3 separate regions of the Sus scrofa genome follow, and all the other regions are linked to region 2. Evidence: chromatin contacts called from public HiChIP or PLAC-seq data. All regions are on one chromosome and are shown on one strand. The core of a region is the stretch at or near the end of the contact, and the rest is flanking DNA. Distances in the headings are between cores, read along the strand shown.

Evidence for each region. HiChIP or PLAC-seq counts read pairs in DNA pulled down with a chosen protein or histone mark.
Region 1: a contact with region 2 is called in an H3K27ac HiChIP or PLAC-seq map of alveolar macrophages. The contact joins two enhancer-like sites. A contact is called at or near these places in 2 of 47 Hi-C or Micro-C datasets (embryonic fibroblasts and omental adipose tissue) and 2 of 2 datasets of contacts at active chromatin or transcription factors (alveolar macrophages and skeletal muscle).
Region 3: a contact with region 2 is called in an H3K27ac HiChIP or PLAC-seq map of alveolar macrophages. The contact joins two enhancer-like sites. A contact is called at or near these places in 1 of 47 Hi-C or Micro-C datasets (embryonic fibroblasts) and 2 of 2 datasets of contacts at active chromatin or transcription factors (alveolar macrophages and skeletal muscle).

What each region holds. Positions count from the first base shown.
Region 1 is chr6:69,881,100-69,884,584 of Sscrofa11.1, forward strand. No RefSeq gene overlaps it. Among named protein-coding and RNA genes, the nearest start is that of SLC25A33, 52 kb to the right of the region's middle. Within about 2 kb of position 2,107, at least 17 of the 83 cell types and tissues checked have an H3K27ac peak or open chromatin away from gene starts, as enhancers often do. A contact at or near this core is called in alveolar macrophages and omental adipose tissue, where this site is marked.
Region 2 is chr6:69,694,738-69,698,071 of Sscrofa11.1, forward strand. It overlaps H6PD (GDH/6PGL endoplasmic bifunctional protein), which reads left to right. Exons shown (of 5, transcript XM_021095286.1): 5 at 1-3,334. Among named protein-coding and RNA genes, the nearest start is that of SPSB1, 24 kb to the right of the region's middle. Within about 2 kb of position 1,709, at least 18 of the 83 cell types and tissues checked have an H3K27ac peak or open chromatin away from gene starts, as enhancers often do. A contact at or near this core is called in alveolar macrophages and omental adipose tissue, where this site is marked.
Region 3 is chr6:69,562,784-69,566,331 of Sscrofa11.1, forward strand. It overlaps GPR157 (G-protein coupled receptor 157), which reads right to left. Exons shown (of 4, transcript XM_021095284.1): 2 at 2,191-2,403. Among named protein-coding and RNA genes, the nearest start is that of GPR157, 17 kb to the right of the region's middle. Within about 2 kb of position 1,923, at least 5 of the 83 cell types and tissues checked have an H3K27ac peak or open chromatin away from gene starts, as enhancers often do. A contact at or near this core is called in alveolar macrophages, where this site is marked.

The DNA of each region.
Region 1 (3,485 bases), core at 857-3,356, 190 kb after region 2:
CCAGGAAAGAGGACGTGGGTGCCCCAGCATCCTGCCTGGAGAAGTAAGGACTTCTGGGGGTGGGAGGTCTGGTGACCCCCTGGGGCAGGCTTTGCTATGGCTCTGCAGCTCCCCTTCTCTCCCCATCTGTGCACACCAGGTGGAAGCCCCAGATACGCAGCACAAGGGAAAAGATGCTGTGGCTTTTTTCTAAAAATCACAACTGCCTCCCCCCACCCCCTTCGCTCTGTGCTCTCCAGTCCCTGTCCTGACACCCACGTGGCCTGTGGGACAGGGAAGGCACCATTCTACCCCTCTGGGCTCTCTGGCGGTGAGAAGGGGCCACTGGAACATCCCAAAACTTAAACCACGCTGTGGGCTTCAACCCACGGTGGAACCCAGCCTCATGCTTCCATTCGTGTGAAGTGTAAAAACAGGCAAAACTCTGAGCAGCTGGAATAATGGTCACCCTGGGGATGTAGTGACGAGGACGGGGGACCGGAGCCCTTTGGGGCACTGCTCTTAATCGGGGGAGGGGTGGAAGGGAGCGTTCGGTTGGCCAAAAAAAACCTGTACCCTTATAACTTGTCCACGTTCCTCATGTATATTAAATGTCAATAAAATGTTTGAAAAGCCTATCACCTCCAACCACTGGGGCAAAAACCAAATACAGTATGGGGGCAGGGGTCCTGCTGCATTCTGTTTGCTCTGTGTGCAAAGCGCTGTGCCGTAGGCCCACCAAAAAAAAAAAAAGCACAATTACCCTGTAAGAGAAGCTGGGATCTGTTTTTTGGGTCACTGTTTTCCCAGGTGGTTGGGGGGTGGGGGGACGGTTGACTCACTTTTCCTTGGTCCCCTCCTCCCCTTGTCCCCTTGGGGCTGGCTGGGGGCCAAGGGCTGGGAGATTTGGGCTGTTGCCTTGGTGATGCTTAAATATTGGCTTCAAGTTATGACGGTTAAATAAACACACGGGAGCCTTGGGGAGCTCAAAGTGGCCCTGCCAGTTGTTCCAGATGCCCAGGCAAAGCCCAGGCAAGGACTTGGCTCAGCTGCCAGGAAGCCTGTTGGTCCCTCCTGCGGGGACTCCGAGGACAGGTTAGGGGCTGCGTGTACGCAGGACACTCAGGGACCCACTCTCCTAAAATTCTTGCTGACAGCCGTCTGGCTGAAAGAATGGTGGCCAGGAACCCAGATCCAGAACCTGGGGAAAATTTTCTGAAGGTGGGATGGGCACGGAGGGAGTTCTAGGAGCTCCAATCACTGCAGAAGATAGACAACCCTCATTTTCAGAACTTCGGTGTTGTTTCTAGGAGTTCCCGCTGTGGCTCATTGGGTTAAGAATCCGAGATACTGCCTGTGAGGATCTGGGTTCCATCCTGGCCTTGCTCAGGGGGTTAAGGATCCGGTGTTGCTGTGAGCTGTGGTGTAGGCGGGCAGCTGCAGCTCCGATTCAACCCCTAGCCTGGGAACCTCCATATGCCACAGGTGCAGTCATAAAAAGAAAAAAAAAATTGTTGTTTCTAGAGCCCAGGACCCCACGGCTCTGACTCCACAGGGCACACCCCAGACCCAGGAGCAGAGGAACTGAGATTCGCAGCAGTGGCTGAGAAAAGGAGGACCAGGTCTGGGAAGTGAACTGAAGTTCACCAGAGATAAATTCTCGGTTCCATGCCGGGCTCTGCTGCAGGACCGCTCTTGGACTTGGAGGTGCACAGCAGGTCCTTGGCCACGCAGAGCCTCAGTTTCCCCATCTGGGAGAGAAGGGGACGCCAGCCCTGGCAACGAGTCCCCGTGAAGCCCATCCTGTCACCCTCTCCCCACGCAGCTGTGGCAGATGCACGATGCCTCTTCCAGGATTTACGATGCTGCTGCCCGCAGGGCAGTGGAAACTGTTTGCCTCGCCCATTCCAAAGCATCCACATAATAAACCTCCACTCCCGGCTTGGCTCGGCCCATCGGCTTGTCCTGCTGCGTGCGCAGGGGTGGGAAAAGCACACACATTTGGGCAAGGGTGGGGTGCAGACTGCTCCCTCTGGACAACGTTGGAGCATCGGGCGGTGCCGGGAGGGGCCCTGCGTGTTGGACACCAGGATGAGGTCACCGCTGTCCTGGCCTGGGGTGTGATGTGTCAGCAGGCAGCCACTGGCCCACGTGCCATGATTCATAGCGGTTCACATTCTTGACCCTTGGCCTGCCCTTCTGGCCCCCTCCTTGTTCCCGTTCCAGCCCCCACCCCCGGAGCCAGGGGAGGGGGCGGGTACCAGCCCCAGGAAGCCAGGAGGCTGAGCAGCGAGGCAGGGCACCTGCGGGGCCGGGTGCACCCTGGACCCACTGCTGAGGCTCCTACGGGGGAAGGAGGCACAGGGATAACGGTGAATGTTTATCAAGGCCTTACCATATATTAACTGTATGTCCTTTTTTTTTTTTTTATTTTTTGCTTTTTAGGGCTACAGCCGTGGCATAAGAAAGTTCCCAGGCTAGGAGTTCACATCGTGGCTCCGTGGTTAACGAATCTGACTAGGAACCATGAGGTTGCAGGTTTGATCCCTGGCCTTGCTCAGTGGGTTAACGATCCGGCGTTACCATGAGCTGTGGTGTAGGTGGCAGACATGGCTCGAATCCCGCGTTGCTGTGGCTGTGGCGTAGGCCGGCGGCTACAGCTCTGATTGGACCCCTAGCCTGGGAACCTCCATATGCCGCGGGAGCGGCCCTAGAAAAGACAAAAAGACAAAAAAAAAAGTTCCCAGGCTAGGAGTCAAACTGGAGCTGGAGCTGCTGGCCACAGCACCTCGGGATCTGAGTCCATGCCGCATCTTTAACTCACTGCATCGCAAAGGAACTCCACCCCCTGCAACATTTTTGCCGGAGCCCCAGCACCTGCGGGAATTCCTCCTCTGCACGTCCCGGCAGGAGGGAAATGCTCAGCTCTCAAGAGCAAAACATGGTCCCATCCTCCAGTCACTCTGTAACTTCAGTTTATGAGCGAATCCCAAAAAGGACTTTGTAAAATCCCTCTCAGAGGGTCTGACCCAGTCGGCTAGTCGGGAAGGTGGAGCCAGGGTCTGCATGAGACACAGGATGCTGAACCTCAGGTGACTGGATGCAGGCAGGTCCAGAAGCATGTCCTGAGAATCCCTGAAACATCGTTCAGATCGGACCTGCGGGTGGAGCTCGTCCCCGGCTCGAGCAGGAGCCCAGAGCTCCGCTCAGCCAGAGAGAGCACTCCCTGTGCCCTGTCCAGGGACCAGAGGCCCTGGTCCCACCGTAGCCAGCTGATGCCAGGCAACCGGAGGAGGAGAGATTGGATTCAAACTCCCATTGACTCCGAAGCTCATGCATGCGCATTCTGGGAGAGCCCCAAGGCAGCTCTGGGCTCTGCCCAGACCCCAGCATGAAGGGTTTATAAGGCCCAGAGTATGAGCCAAAACCCCCTTTCCCCTTCACAATTCCAGCACCAACAGCTCTTCCCCGAGACCAGCCCTTTCACAGCGGCGGCCTCTGCGCAT
Region 2 (3,334 bases), core at 459-2,958:
CCTCGAGAAGCTTGAAGTTCAAGTCAAGAGAGGAATACCCACCTTGAGAGAAGACCTGCAGCAGCCACACGTGAATATCAACCAGCACAAAGGGAGAGACGGTTTGGAAGCTCCGCCCATGAGCAGGGGTGCGGAGGCTGGGTTAGTCAAGGGAGGCTTCCCGTGTGCCGGGACCTTGGACCAGCTCAGCACCAAGGGGGGCGGCTGCAGCCTCCCCTCCTCCTGCTATCTCATGGTGGCCTCCAGCTCCTGCCCGCCGGTCCCTCCAGCCGGCCCTCGCCTCACCACCAGCACATGCTGAAGACCTGGGGAAACCAACACAGCTTCTCTTTAAAGAACAGGTCGGGTGCTCTGCTTCTAAGGAGCTATGGGCCAATAATACCTGTTTTTCTGAAACATGTTTTTTTTTTTTTTCCTGAGATGCCCCAAGGCAGGTGTCTCTGAAATTCTTTTTAAAGATTTCAAAATTCTCAGGATGCATTTACTTTTTTTTTTTTTTGGCTACGCCCATGGGCAGGCAGAAGTTCCCAGGCCAGGGATCAAACCCGAGTGACAGCAGTGACCACGCCAAATCTTTTACTGCTACTAGCCACCAGGGATCTCCGGGATGCCCATTTCATTTTTATTCAGTGTCCCACAGAGCCAGGCCCCCAAGACATGGCGATAAAGGGTAAGACAGGTTTTTCTGTATAACCTCTTCCCTGTCTTACAGTTAAGGGTTTGTATCAGGCAGATGCATCTGATCTGGCAGACACAAAGTGCCAAGGTCACACCAAGGGCTTTCCTGGGGGAGGAGAAGCATCACAAAATCTGCTTCTCTACTTTTGATTGTTTTACACTTTTCTCAAGCCTGTTTATTCTGCTTTAAGAATTTATCGGAATTCTTGTCATGGCTCAGTGGTTAATGAATCCGACTAGGAAACATGAGGTTGCGGGTTTGATCCCTGGCCTCTCTCAGTGGGTTAAGGATCCGGCGTTGCCGTGAGCTGTGGTGTAGGTTGCAGACACGGCTCAGATCCTGCGTTGCTGTGGCTCTGGCGTAGGCCAGTGGCTACAGCTCCGATTGGACCCCTAGCCTGGGAACCTCCATATGCCGCGGGTGCGGCCCTAGAAAAGGCAAAAAGACAAAAAAAAAAAAAAAAAAAAAAAAAAAAGAATTTATAAGAATTCTTGCTTTCCTCTGAGATGAGCGTATGTGAGATGGGCACCTAGCTGGACAGGCTCTGCATATGATGGCACTGCTTGAAATTTGGCTTCCCCTGGCCTCCAGCGCCCCAGGCCAGACAGGGCACCTCTCTCTATGCCAAGAGCTCACCTTGGCAGAACAGAACAAAGTGCCCGGGTCAACACATCTCCTCACTTTCCAAGAGTAGGCATCTTAGCTTTGATGCGCTTGGTGGGCCCAGGTGCAGGAGCGGACCCCTGGTTGCAGGCCAGGTGCCACCTCTGGCCACGTGGGGGCGCCCTTGCCCCACCCCTTCGGTCTGGGCTCTGGGCCTCGGTGGCAGTGCCCCCCTTGGCAGGTTCCGCCCTGTTCTTTGCGTTTCCATCATCTGCCTCCCTGGGCCCTTGGTGCTGGGCACCCCTCCCCCTACCAGTTCCTCAGGAACTTCTTCCTCTGCGGTTGCGCCACCAAAGAGATAGTGTCACTGCGGGACAAGGAGCAAGCAGACGCCTGATGTCACTGTTTCTGAATAATAGTGAGTCACGGTGAGCCTGAGCCTGGCATGTCCTATTCTCAGAAGAGCTCCTTGCCTCAAAACGGCGCCTGCATCGGTGGAGAGCCCGTGGGGGGGGACGGGGTGGGGACAGAAAGGGCCAAGGTCTCCTTTACGGAATCAAGCGCTGTCTTAAAGCCACACCAGAAAAGCCCACTGGGAGACCCTGTCTGAAATCCTGCTTCTGGCCGCTCGGCCCCGCTGTCCCTGCCTCACCCTCTGCCAGGAAGGAGAGTTCTCTGAACTGGGCCACCTCTGCCGGTGGTTTTCAAGCTTTTTGGACCATGATCCACAGCAAGAAACACACTTTGCATCATGGGCCAGGGGCACAGAAATCTGCATCTCGAGCCGAAGTTTCACAAAGGACTTCTCACCCTGAGACTTCCAGATACCTTCTCTTTTCTATGTTTCATTTTTTTTTTTTAAATGCTGCCTGTCATTTGCTAAATCAAGATGACACGTGGTTGGAAAAGTGCTGCTCTAACCCGACTTTACCCTGTGGTATCAGCCGAGCCCCCCGCCCCGAGGTTTGGAAGGGGGCACGGGCACCCAGCTCTCACCTGACGGCACTGGGACTGGTAGCCAGGCTTCCCATTCCTGGCTCCGTCTGCGGGGGCCGGGAGCAGGGGGTGAAGACACGCCAACCAGGAGCCTGGGGCTTGTGGGAGCCACGACGCTGTGTCCCTTACAGAGGGGCCATGGGTACCAGGCTCAGTCCTGAGCGTTTTGCCCTCGTGGTCTTGTTTCATCTTTTCAGCCCTCCTTTGAGGAGGTGGATGGATCCTCATTTACTGATCATTTTGAAACTGAAACTGGTCTTGTCTAAATGGCAGCAGGCCAGCAGTTCTGAGCCAGACGTGCAGCCCAAGGCTTCGGGGTTCTGGGTGGGTGTTCCTAGCCATCCTGCACGGCCACCTACCTCCCAGCCGCGGTGCCCAGAGCCCAGCCTCCCTGAGGGGACCCCAGGTCAGAGGCCCGCCTGCGCCCTGTGGCCCAAGAAAGGCAGCAGGGAGGCCTCGTCACATCCCATCTCTGGAGCAGGCATTAGTTCCGTTGGCTGCTGGGCCCGATCTCAGGGGCTTCCCAGGTTGCTGTAAGCTAGATTCCGACTTTGCTCCAGAAGCAAGCTTTGCTGCTCAGCGCTGTTAGCATCCGTAGTCTTGCTGACCTGCCCTGCCTCTCATTTCTCTGTGGACGGAGTGTGAGTCCTGCTCCTGGGCCTTCAGTTTAGCTCCACAGCCCATGCCCTCTGCCAGGGGGCGACGGTCAGACTCTTCCCTCCAGGGCTGTCTTTCCAGAACGCACAGGCTTGGTCTGCCTGATTTGAGAGCTTTCCCCTTCCCGATTGTCCAGAAGCTGGGGATAGCATGATAGAGGAAGCAAGGAGAGGCTTGCACAGAAGCTTGAGGGACCGTTTTCTACAAGGAAGTTTTCGGAAAAAGACTTTTTTTTTTTTTTTTTTTGGTCTTTTGTGTTTTGGGGGCTGCACCTGAGGCATATGGAGGTTCCCAGGCCAGAGGTCAAATGAGACCTACAGCTGCCAGCCTACGCCACAGCCACGGCAATGTGGGATCCCAGTTGTGTCTGCAACCTACAAAACAGCTCATGGCAATGCC
Region 3 (3,548 bases), core at 673-3,172, 130 kb before region 2:
CCTGGCCTCACTCAGTGGGTTAAGGATCCAGTGTTCCCATGAGCTGTGGTGTAGGTCGCAGATGCAGCTCAGATTCTGTGTTTCTGTGGCTCTGGCATAGGCTGGTGGCTACAGTTCCAATTGGACCCCTATCCTGGGGACCTCCATATGCCACCAGTACGGCCCTAAAAGACAAAAAGACCAAAAAAAAAAAAGACCACAAAGAGGATCTCACACCAATTGGTAAGCCCTGCCAGCATCTCTGTCAACAACTCCAAGCTCAGCCAGAAGAGGGCAGCAGGGAGGAGTGAGAATCAGGTAAATTCCAGAGTAAAAAGAGAACCAGAAGTGTGTGTCCCCTGAGGCACAGCTGGGCATACAGGGTAGGGGTCTGGTGTCACACAGCTACGGGGAGCAGCCTAGACACTTGGCAGTGGCCGCCAAGCCAGCAGCACACCCTGAAAGGACCACTCGCCTACAATTTCAGCCTTGAAAACTCAGACCAAGAGAGAAACACAGGCACCACACCAGCAGGATGAGCTTGAAGTCTGTCACGTAAACCTGTGTTACTGCTCCAGCCACATCCTGGTTTACCTTCCATCGTAATGACACTTCTGCCTCCTCTCGGGCAGGATTTGAGTTCTCATTAGAAACTCGCAAACTTGGAGTTCCCATCACGGCTCAGTGGTTAACGAATCCGACTAGGAACCATGAGGTTGCAGGTTCGATCCCTGGCCTCGCTCAGTGGGTTAAGGATCCAGCGTTGCCGTGAGCTGTAGTGTAGGTCGAAGACGCAGCTCGGATCCTGCATTGCTGTGGCTGTGGCGTGGGCCGGCGGCTACAGCTCCGATTCAACCCCTAGCCTGGGAACCTCCATATGCCAAGGGAGTGGCCCTAGAAAAGCCAAAAAAAAAAAAAAAAAGAAAGAAAAAAAAGAAACGAACAAACTCGAACTGCATAGGAGATGCTCAATTAAAACGCACTAAGGGGAGTTCCCGTCGTGGCGCAGTGGTTAACGAATCCGACTAGGAACCATGAGGTTGAGGGTTCGATCCCTGGCCTTGCTCAGTGGGTTAACGATTCGGCGTTGCCCATGAGCTGTGGTGTAGATTGCAGACTCGGCTCGGATCCTGCGTTGCTGTGGCTCTGGCGTAGGCTGGCAGCTACAGCTCCAATTTGACCCCTAGCCTGGGAACCTCCATATGCCATGGAAGCGGCCCAAGAAATGGCAAAAAAAAAAAGACAAAAAATAAAAAAATAAAAAATAAAAAATAAAACGCACTAAGGATGTTCCCGCGGTGACTCAGCAGGTTAAGAACCCAACTAGTTCCATCCCAGGGCTCTCTCAGTGGGTTAAGGATCTGGCATTGCCATGAGCTGTGGTGTAGGTCACAGATGCGGCTCGGATCCCAAGTTGCTATGGCTGTGGTGTAGGCTGGCAGTTCCAGCTCTGATTGGACCCCTAGCCTGGGAACTTCCATATGCCGTGGGTGCAGCCCTAAAAAGACAAAAGACAAAAAAAATTTTTTTAATTAATTAATTAATGGTGTTAAAAATCAGTGCTCACTATGTGTAAGCTATTATTTTTAACTTCATTTACTTGACATCTTGAACCGGTTGTCCAGAACAAAAAACAATTTGGCCAGATTATCAGAGGAAAACCATCCTCTCCTAGAAGTTCTGGCCAGCCCAAGTTGTTATTAGTTTCCAAGACCACTGGCCAGCCCCGCGTATTGATTTACGAATGCTTGAGAGCCTGAAAAGTCGACCGTGGATAGTTGAACCACCAAAGATAATGAAGTGAGTTATCTGTATCAGTGATTATGAAATTCCATGGCCTCTCCTCCCCGGGACATGCCAGTTCAATTTTTATTTGAATACTGCTCATCTTTCACCTGCATTCCTCTCAGGGTTAAGCGACCACAGCAGTCTGTCCAGGAGGGGGCAGTAGAGCGCTGTGGCTCAGCCTCCAGGATCCCACAGCCGCGCGCATGCAGAGCCGGGCGAGTTGGGGGAGACTGTCACCCTAGCCTTGGTGAACCCCTGCTTCCTCGACCCACACCCGCAGTTACGGCAGGACCCGCCCACCATGCTCCTAATTCAGTGTCACCCTTTGTCACTCTGGCCTGTTCCTCGACCTGGGTGGCTGACCCCGATGCCAGGACCCAGTGGCCACACAGAGCTCTGCACAGGGCCCCGAAGGGTGCCTACCGCTCTGCTGATGTGCTTCCGGACGAGAAGGTAGAGCAGGGGCAGCATGATGTAGGCCAGCATCTCCCACAGCTTCCCGGTCAGTAGCATCCACAGGACGTAGTCCTCCGCCTCCAGGTTGATCCAGCACCAGCCCACCGACACATCCGAGGCATCGTAGCCAATCTTCTTTAGGGCCACAGCTGCCATGGTGATGGCCAGCGGGACCCCCAGCTGAGGAGTAAGGAGCACATGGAGGCGGTGAGGTCAGGCCTGGCTCCGGCACAGCCAGTGAGGGTGAAGTGACCAGGACGCTCTGCCCGCAAGGAGGATGGTCTTCCGGAGCCTGGAGCAGACCGTGTCCCTGGAGAAAAGGTGGGCAGGGGGTCCTGCAGAGCCCAGGGAGGAGGACACAGGGGACGTGCTGACCACCTGTCTGGCCAGACCCTCACCCGACCCCCAAACCCCTCAGAGGCCGGGTTTGCTTCCAGAACTGCCAGGCTCCCTGGAGACTGGTGCTAGGATGCTGTGGCCGGGGTGGCAGCTCCCTCCGGCACCCAGGGGCCTTTGCACCAGCCTGCGTGCGCCAGCCCCCACATGCAAGCCTCATCCACGCACCCCACCAACACTCAGGCCTCCAGGGCCGGCCTGGGTCTGGCGGGGGCACATGCTAGGCTTGCAGTTGTCTGGGTGGGGGATTCCAGGCTCCACGCACCTGCGACAGGAACCAAAAGAGGGAAGAGGGGCTCTGGGCAGACATGTCTCCCCAGTCCTGAGGCCTCCTTGCTCTATGGGGAGGGACAGGCCTTGGCGAGGACCCCAAGGGCCACCAGACCCCCAATCTCAGGCAGTGCCAGGCTGACTTTTCTAGAGGTTACAGCAATAGCAACACAGCTGGGATTAGGGCCATGCCCCCCTCAGTGGTCCCCATACCAGCCTCCTCACCCAGCCCTGCCTTTTAAATTGTCGGGGTGGGTTTAACCACACACACAAGCTACGTGGCCCCTTGGCAGGTGGTTAAGTGCTTGGACTGCAACAAGCCTAGGTCTGGGTCTCGGCCCGCCCCACTTGGCTGCAACACGCCAGTGTCTTCTCCACAATGTGGGGATGATGCCAGGGCCTTGAGGGATATCAGTGGGTTAAGGAGTATCAGTGGGTTAAGTTGCCGTGAGCTGTGGTGTGGGTCACAGACTCGGCTTGGATCCTGTGTTGCTGTGGCTATGGTATAGGCTGGTGGCTACAGCTCCAATTAGACCCCTAGCCTGGGAACCTCCATAGGCTGTGGGTACGGCTCTCAAAAATAAATAAATAAATAAATAAATAAGTAAAAATAAATAAACTCCTCGACATTATACCCAACACAGGGTGTCAGTGTTGAC